2 separate regions of the Sus scrofa genome follow, and region 2 is linked to region 1. A link is a contact called in public promoter capture Hi-C data. All regions are on one chromosome and are shown on one strand. Each heading gives the region's core, a stretch centred on a gene start, on an enhancer-like site or on the middle of the called end of the contact. The rest is flanking DNA. Distances are from core to core; before and after follow the strand shown.

The links. Promoter capture Hi-C pulls out the DNA fragments that hold promoters and counts their contacts.
Region 2: a contact with region 1 is called in a promoter capture Hi-C map of fetal skeletal muscle, with 4 times the contacts expected there. The contact joins the promoter of RAB33B here to the enhancer-like site in region 1. A contact is called at or near these places in 3 of 5 promoter capture datasets (fetal liver, fetal skeletal muscle and liver), 24 of 47 Hi-C or Micro-C datasets (adipose tissue, blood, brain and 14 more) and 1 of 2 datasets of contacts at active chromatin or transcription factors (skeletal muscle).

Annotation. Positions count from the first base shown.
Region 1 is chr8:87,403,300-87,407,261 of Sscrofa11.1, reverse strand. No RefSeq gene overlaps it. Among named protein-coding and RNA genes, the nearest start is that of MGST2, 11 kb to the right of the region's middle. Within about 2 kb of position 2,616, at least 8 of the 83 cell types and tissues checked have an H3K27ac peak or open chromatin away from gene starts, as enhancers often do. A contact at or near this core is called in adipose tissue, fetal skeletal muscle and skeletal muscle, where this site is marked.
Region 2 is chr8:87,568,278-87,571,966 of Sscrofa11.1, reverse strand. It overlaps RAB33B (ras-related protein Rab-33B), which reads left to right and starts at 1,422. Exons shown (of 3, transcript XM_005656532.3): 1 at 1,422-1,851; 2 at 2,098-2,365. The coding sequence starts at 2,117. It overlaps LOC102162389 (a long non-coding RNA gene), which reads right to left and starts at 1,954. Exons shown (of 5, transcript XR_002346777.1): 1 at 1,592-1,954; 2 at 1,147-1,349; 3 at 326-497.

The DNA.
Region 1 (3,962 bases), core at 1,367-3,866:
ACCAGATCCTTAATCCACTGAGTGAGGCCAGGGATCGAACCCACAACCTCATGGTTCCCAGTTGGATGCGTTTCCGCTGTGCCATGATGGGTACTCCTATACACATCTTAAACCGTTCATCCGTCAATGGACATTTACATTGTTTCCATGTCTTGGCTATTGTGAATAGTGCTGCTATGAACATGTGGGTGCATGTGTCTTTTTTAAGAAAAGTTTTGTCCGGATATATGCCCAAGAGTGGGATTGCTGGGTCATATGGTAGTTCTATGTATAGTTTTCTAAGGAACCTCCATACTGTTTTCCATAGTGGTTGTGCCAGTTTACACTCCCACCAACAGTGTAGGAGGGTTCCCTTTTCTCCACACCCTCGCCAGCATTTGTTATTTGTTGACTTGTTAAAGATGGCCATTCTGAATGGTGTGCGGTGGTATCTCATAGTAGTTTTGATTTGCATTTCTCTAATGATCAGTGATGTTGAGCATTTTTTCATGTGCTGTTGGCCATCTGTATATCTTCTTTGGAGGAATGTCTATTCAGGTAAAGATTACTTTCTTAATGGAAAGGGCAATAATTTATTATCACTGAAATAGACACTTATTGTGGATACAGATTTGTCTTCCCTCCCGGAGATACGTCTCCCCAAACACAGCCTGGACTATAAGGCTGGACTCACAATTATTGCATATGCTCCACTGTGGCTCCAGCATCGTATAACTCTACATGGCCATGATCTAACACACGAATACAAAAATCTTATGTCTTGAGGGAGGCAAGGCACCCTGGAGAGGGCTGAATAGGGACTGGGTTGAGAATTATTTGGGTTATCAAACCAGGGTTAGCTTTACCTCTGAGGGGACAGCAGAGCAGTTTAAGAAAAAGCCGGTGCTGGAGACCCATTGGTGTCAAATGAGTCTTCCCCAGCTGAGGGTGACCCGGTCCCCAACCCCCAGCCATGTTCAGCCGCTGGCAAACGGGAGCTGCTTTCTTTATTCTCTGATGAGGCATTTCTCTTGCTGCTCCATTACCATTTTTTGCCCTGGGAAGCGACTTCTTCTTTGGGATTTCTTAATTCTCTGACTTTCTTCTGAATGAGGCTCCACAAAACCTGTCCTGGGGGCACTCCCAGATTGAACAGACTCTCTGGCCTAATCTTTCAACCTGGGGCCACTCTGTCATCCCTACAGCCCCCCAGGGTGTGTCATGCATATCCAGTTTGCCATCCAAGAGCCTTCTCTCAGGCAGAAAGACTCCAGAGAATGGGCTCTGGGAGTGTGCTGCGTTTGGGGGTGTTCAAAAGAAAGAGAAGAGGGGAACCAGCTCTTCATAGAGAAGCAGAGGCTGGTGATCGTCTACTTGGTTCGTCAGTTAGAGACCCCAAACCAGATCCATCGGGGCTACCATGTAAGCCCCAGGACGGGCCATTTGGCAATTACGTGGACTGTTTGAGCCGTATTCATCCTTAACATCACACAGTGATGAAGGCCATGAACCCATTGTGACCTATGACTTTGCCTGTGACCTCTTGGGGTGAAAATTAAGCACAAAATTCTGCCCTCAAGGTTTTTAAATATTAGTGATTGGATCCTGTTACGGACTGAATTGCATCCACCCTGAAATTCATATATGAAGGCCCAGCGCCAGTATCTCAGGATGTGACTGTATTTGGAGATGGGACCTTTAAAGAGGCAGTTAAAATAAAATGAGGCTGACTGTGGAAAACAGTATGGAGGTTCCTTAGAAAATGAAAAAAAGGAAAGATGAGAACTCTGACTCAAAACGCACAGACACCCCAATGTTCATAGCACCACTATTTATAATTGCTAAGACATGGAAGCAAGCTTAATGTCCATCCATATAGGAATGGGTAAAGAGGTAGTACATATATACAATGGAATATTACTCAGCCATAAAAAAGAATGAAGTAATGCCATTTGCAGCTACATGGATGGACATAGAGATTATCCTAACAAGTGAAGTCAAATACTATATAATATCACTTACATGTGGAATCTAAAAAACAATGTGAATGAATCTGAATATAAAACAGACTCACAGACACAGAAAATGAATTTATGCTTACAAAAGGGGAAAGAAGGGGAGATAAATTAGGTGCATGGGATTGACAGATACAAACTATTATACTAAAATAGATAAGCAATAGGATTTACAGTATAACACAGGGAACTATAGTCAATATTTTGTAATAACTTATAATGGAAAAGAATCTGAAAAAAATGTAATTGAGTCACTTTGCTGAACACTTGAACACAACATTGTAAGTCAATTATACCTCAATTAAAAAAAAGAATAGTAACACACACACAAATAAAATAAAATGAGGCTGCTTGTGCGACCCTAATCCAACCCGACTGGTGTCCTTATGAAAAGAGGAGAGTAGGGCACACAGGGAAATGGCCATGTGGGGACACAGTGAGATGGAGGCCACCTGCAAGCCTAGGAGAGAGGGCTCAGAAGAAAACAAATTGTCCTCACCTTGATCTTGGATGTCAGCCCCCTGATACTTTGTTATGGCAGCTGAGCGGACTAAGACAGGTCCCTTGGACCAGGTGTGGGGGTCGGGTGAATGCTGGAGTGTGCACGGTGTTGGGCTCCTGGTCTGTGTAGAAAATGGTCCACCAGTCACCCTGGGGACTGACTGTAGACCTCGACTCCCTGGCCCACCCAGCCAGCCTGCTGCCCTCTCTCTTCAAGACACACTATTCCCTGCTGTGGGTGGGACTTGTGCCCTGGTGTCAGGGACGGAGAGAAAATAGAATCAGAGATGTGGGTTAGCAGTAGGATGGGGAAGCAAGAAAAAAGCAAATTCATTTATAGTCTGTGGAGAGCCAACCAAGGATCCCGATGGGAAACAGGGCCAGGCAGGAAGGCCCCGCTTTCCTAAATAGAACTCTGTTTTGACATGCTCCCTGCAGCTGTTCGCGCCACCCTTGTCGGTCTAGCCAAGCGCCAAGGATGGAAAGGATGTTAGCGCTCACTGCGCCATCTGGTGGCGATATGGGAGAGGTACAGTGGATCTTGGGCACACAGCTCTATCTCCCCAAAACTCAGAGAAACGCCTTCTATTCTTTGAGAGTAACAGAGGGGTTGGATACAAAAAGCTCTTAGGGAAGAGAGAGATAGTGCCAAGACCACTGGACTGGGGCTAAAAGTGAACTCTTGGTATCACTTAGTTACACAATCTTGGGCAAGTTTATGAATCTCTTTGTGCCTCAGTTTCTTTCTTTCTTTCTTTTTTTTTTTTGGTCTTTTTTGCCTTTTTCTAGGGCCGCTTCCGCGGCATATGGAGATTCCCAGGCTAGGGGTCTAATTGGAGCCGTAGCCACCAGCCTACGCCAGAGCCACAGCAACGCGGGATCCGAGCCGCGTCTGCGATCTACACCACAGCTCACGGCAACGCTGGATCCTTAACCCACTGAGCAAGGCAGGGATCGAACCCGCAACTTCATGGTTCCTAGTCGGATTCGTTAACCACTGCGCCAAGACGGGAACTTCCTCAGTTTCTTCTTGTAAAAAATGTGGGTGACACCAGAGGGATTTTGTAGGATTATTGTAATAAAGGCCCCCACAACAGGAATGTGGTGCCCCTTACATGATTGTGTAAATAATCAAAAAATGATTACTGCTGCAGGCACTGCCTTTTTAATTTCAGCAGTGGGCTGGGGAGGGGGATCTGGAATGCGTTGTGAGAACAGGATAGGGTGGGTCAAAGGAGTTTCATCTGGGACTGGGAGACCCCTCTGCCCGCACAGGAATCAGGCCTGGTGTTCTCAGACCTGACCTTGACTTCTTGTTTCAGAAGAAGACCCTGCCTACCTGTGATCAGGGACAGCAGGGTCCCATCACCTCAGGCATCCAGGCATAGGGGGTTGCTTTATATTATTTCTTTTTGAAATCTCCTCCAGGCCTAAGAATATTACAAGTCTGTGAACTAAAGCAACATT
Region 2 (3,689 bases), core at 173-2,672, 170 kb before region 1:
CAAACCAGTTGGAGGGCACAACACATAAACATGACATAAACAGCCAGAGATAGTATTCCAAAGCCCAGTGAGCAATACCCCCAAAACACAATACTTTTAGAATAAATCCAAAACATTCTGAGCTGAAGGAATCAACCAAAGCTTCACAGAGATAAGATTTTTGAGCTAGTATGTGAAATATGAATAGGATCTGGATAAAGAGACAAGAAAATGAATTACTAATGCAGTTTAGCATGAGCTAAACCAAAAAAGTCAGAATACAAAAAAGAGCAAGGGCCTTGGGATACAGAGACGTTGATGCTTTTTAACCATATTTTCAAATTACCTGATTAGCCACAGTTTTGAATTCTTCAAGTGCTTTTTCTCATTAAATCTTCAGATTCTATCTTTTAAATGGGACAGGTTGAGTAGACCTCTAATAGTTTCTGGGATGATTAATCTTCATAGAAACCACCTCACAGATAAACAGTTAGGATTTTCAGGGCATGTTCTGGTTTCTGTAACAGTAAACTGAAATGTAACTGGCATACACATTCAACCAGGTAAACTCCTCCCTTCCTTAACATAACTTGGTATGCTAGTAACTTTAGTTTTTCCACCATAACAGAAATTATTGTGTATCAAGGCTTTTGCAAATTGCTGGCAACTAGGCATGCTCAGGTGCTACCACTAATTTGCTCTAAGCACACCTTCGTTTTATCTGCCGAAATAAGCAGTTTATCTCCTTTCTTAGGGCTGTTAGTGCTCTATTGTTCCCCTCCTTCTATTTAAGGCATACTATGTACTCCTCTCCATTCTCCTTGTATTTCCAGGCAGCAGGCATAACCCTGTACTTAGAACAAACCAAAACAAAATAAAAAACCCCAGTCTCGTTACTGCAAAACAAAACAAAACTTTTCACAAAAAGCAGTGTGTCTGCACATTTGGGACATTTTCTATGACTTAGTATATAGTAGGTTTCCTCGGAAGAATTCACAGTAATCAGAAAAAATTAAGACTGAATGGTCTCATCTATTAATATTTCCCTTAGGTATACGGACAAAGACAACTTCTGCGAGCACTCAGTAATATTTAACCGCTACGACATCGTCACCCAGGCCTGCTCACGAAGACCTAAAACCAGGGCACAGCCGGTTTTACTCTCACCACAGAGGCCGTCGAGTGACAGCTTCTGGGTTCCATGCCCCCACGTGGTCCACATGTGATTTGTTCTACTTCTTTTGGGCCGCGAATCCCGGACACCAGAGTTCTGCAGGCACCGAAGCATCGCTCAGGGCGTCTAATGAAATCTTCTGCGCGGAGGCGGCGGACGGCATTGAACTCTTGCCTGCTCACTGACAACCACGCTCCTGTCAAGACCACCCGGAACTCGCTTCTAAGTGCTTCTCACACCCTCACTCCCACCTCCCAGCCCCGTCGCTGTCCCAACTCCTGCGGTCACGAGAGCCCAGAGGAGTCAGGGAGCGCAGCCGACTCCGGGGACCCCAGCTGCAAGCCAAGGGAACCCGCCTCCACCTCCAAGCCCGGGACGCCCCAACCGCAAATCGAAGAAAGCGAAGAGCCTGACGCCCGAGCCCTCCGAAAACCTTACTCGGCCTCAGCGGGCACACGCCCCCGTCGAAACGGCTCTTCCGCCCTCTCGCGAGAGACTGCCTGGCGGTACCTCCTTCCTTTCAGCTGTCTCTCTCCCCGCCTCCAGAGCGCTCGCGCCGCTTACTCCAGAGGGCGGGAGCCTTGGACGTGGCGGGGCCGGGCCTGCCTGGGTGCTGGGCCTGGGCACTCTGCTTGGCCTCTCGGCAGCTTGCCTTCCGCGCCACCGTCAGGCTCCTGACAGGCCCCGTGATTTCCCAGGTAGACGGGCCCCGGCCTGAGTGACGCTAGGGTGGAGCCGGGGACAAGGCGGGAGGGTCCGTGAGTCTAGGCTGGTGGGCGCCACACCTGCGCGGGCCGGGGGCGGGGCGGGAAGGTGCGCACGCGCGCTGCAGGGCTGGAGGGCGGTGGCTCCTGGGAAGTTGCGCAGCCCAGCCGGCGGGCTCGGCGTTCGCTCCCGGTGGCGTAATTTCCCAGCCTTTCTGCGTCTCCTTCCCACCGCCTCAGTTTGGGGCGGGTCAGGAGAATGGCTTCGGAGATGGAGTCGTCGCTCGAGGCGAGCTTCTCGTCCAGCGGGGCGGTGTCAGGGGCCTCAGTGTTTCTGCCTCCGGCTCGCTCCCGCATCTTCAAGATAATCGTGATTGGCGACTCCAATGTGGGCAAGACGTGCCTGACCTACCGCTTCTGCGCCGGCCGCTTCCCCGATCGCACGGAGGCTACTATCGGGGTGGATTTCCGAGAACGAGCCGTGGAGATTGACGAGGAGCGTATCAAGGTGAGCGGATGGAAGACTGTCAGGGAGGAAGGTTGCCTCGGGGTGACAAGTGTCCCAACCGGTCCATGGGTTAATTGTTGACCCTGTGCAGGGCATGCTATTCTAACGCTGTTGTGGAGATTGGAGTTTGGGCTTGGAAGGTCTTGTATACAGTAAACTTCTAAGGCAGTGCTTTTCAAACTTTAATGTGCATGCGATTCACCTGGGGAGTTCTTGTGGGTGTTTTGTTGGTTCGTTTTTGTTCTTTAAACACAGGTTCTGATTTGGTCAGGTCTCAGGTGATGCAGGTGCAGCCAGTTTGTGACTGTAGGGGGTACCCATGGACTCGTGGGCTGTGTCTCACGTGCTGGGAGTTATGAAGTAAGAGAAAGGAAAAACAGTGAAGTTTCTCAGCATAGGGATTTCATTTGATAAATATCTCTTATTAAACATTTCATTGGAGCACTTCTCTAGGTATTGTGGAAGTAAAGCCCCATTGCTTTTAAGGAAGTACTTAGATATTCTGTTGCTTAGAGTTTTGCTACAGTGGTTTCGGTATGACATTGAGTAGTTTAGAAAAATCTCTTTTCCTGCAGAAATATTCTGAAATTGGTACTGGTTCCTACTTGGGTTGCCAGACCACATTCTTGGTGCTATCTTCTTTTAGTTCTTTCAAGTCTTATTGGTGGCTCCTGAGAGTGGAGACAGAGTAACAGTGGAGAAAGTGGTGAGCCCAAGGCCATGCCTGGAATTCTGAGGGGTTGGAATGGGGGTGTTGTAGAATGAGGATCAGTGACAGGGCTGATGCCTCCTGATGGTGTAAAAACCCTAGACACACTTCTTCACTCCTAGCCACTACTAACCCGTCAGTCACCTGCTAATACCATCCCTTACAACCTATGGACCCGGGGAACTGCTCTGCCTTCCTTATGTTGTGTTTATTTTGCTTTCAGTTAGAATGTTCCTCTTTACCTCAGTTCCCTGGTGGAGGGGAAGGCTCACTTCGTTCCCACTCTCACCTACTTGAGGCACAAACAATTGATTTTTCAGTTCCCTAACCACTGCGCCACCTCTCCACCCACAAAGGAGCTTTACTGCTAATGATAGTAAAGCAGAAGAAACAGTGTTTAAAAACACATCAATCTTCTGCAGGCCATTCTTTTTTTTTAATCTTCACTTTGTCATTGTCCCATTCAAGCTATCTATGAGTGATGGTCCTTTGGATGCCCCACATTAGGGAGTTAAGAAAGATTTGTATACATTGCAAAGGAAAAGGTGCAGTAAGAGGCTGAGTATTTTCCGTCAGAATTAAGTTAGGCTTAGGAACCTGTGGGGGAGGAGAATA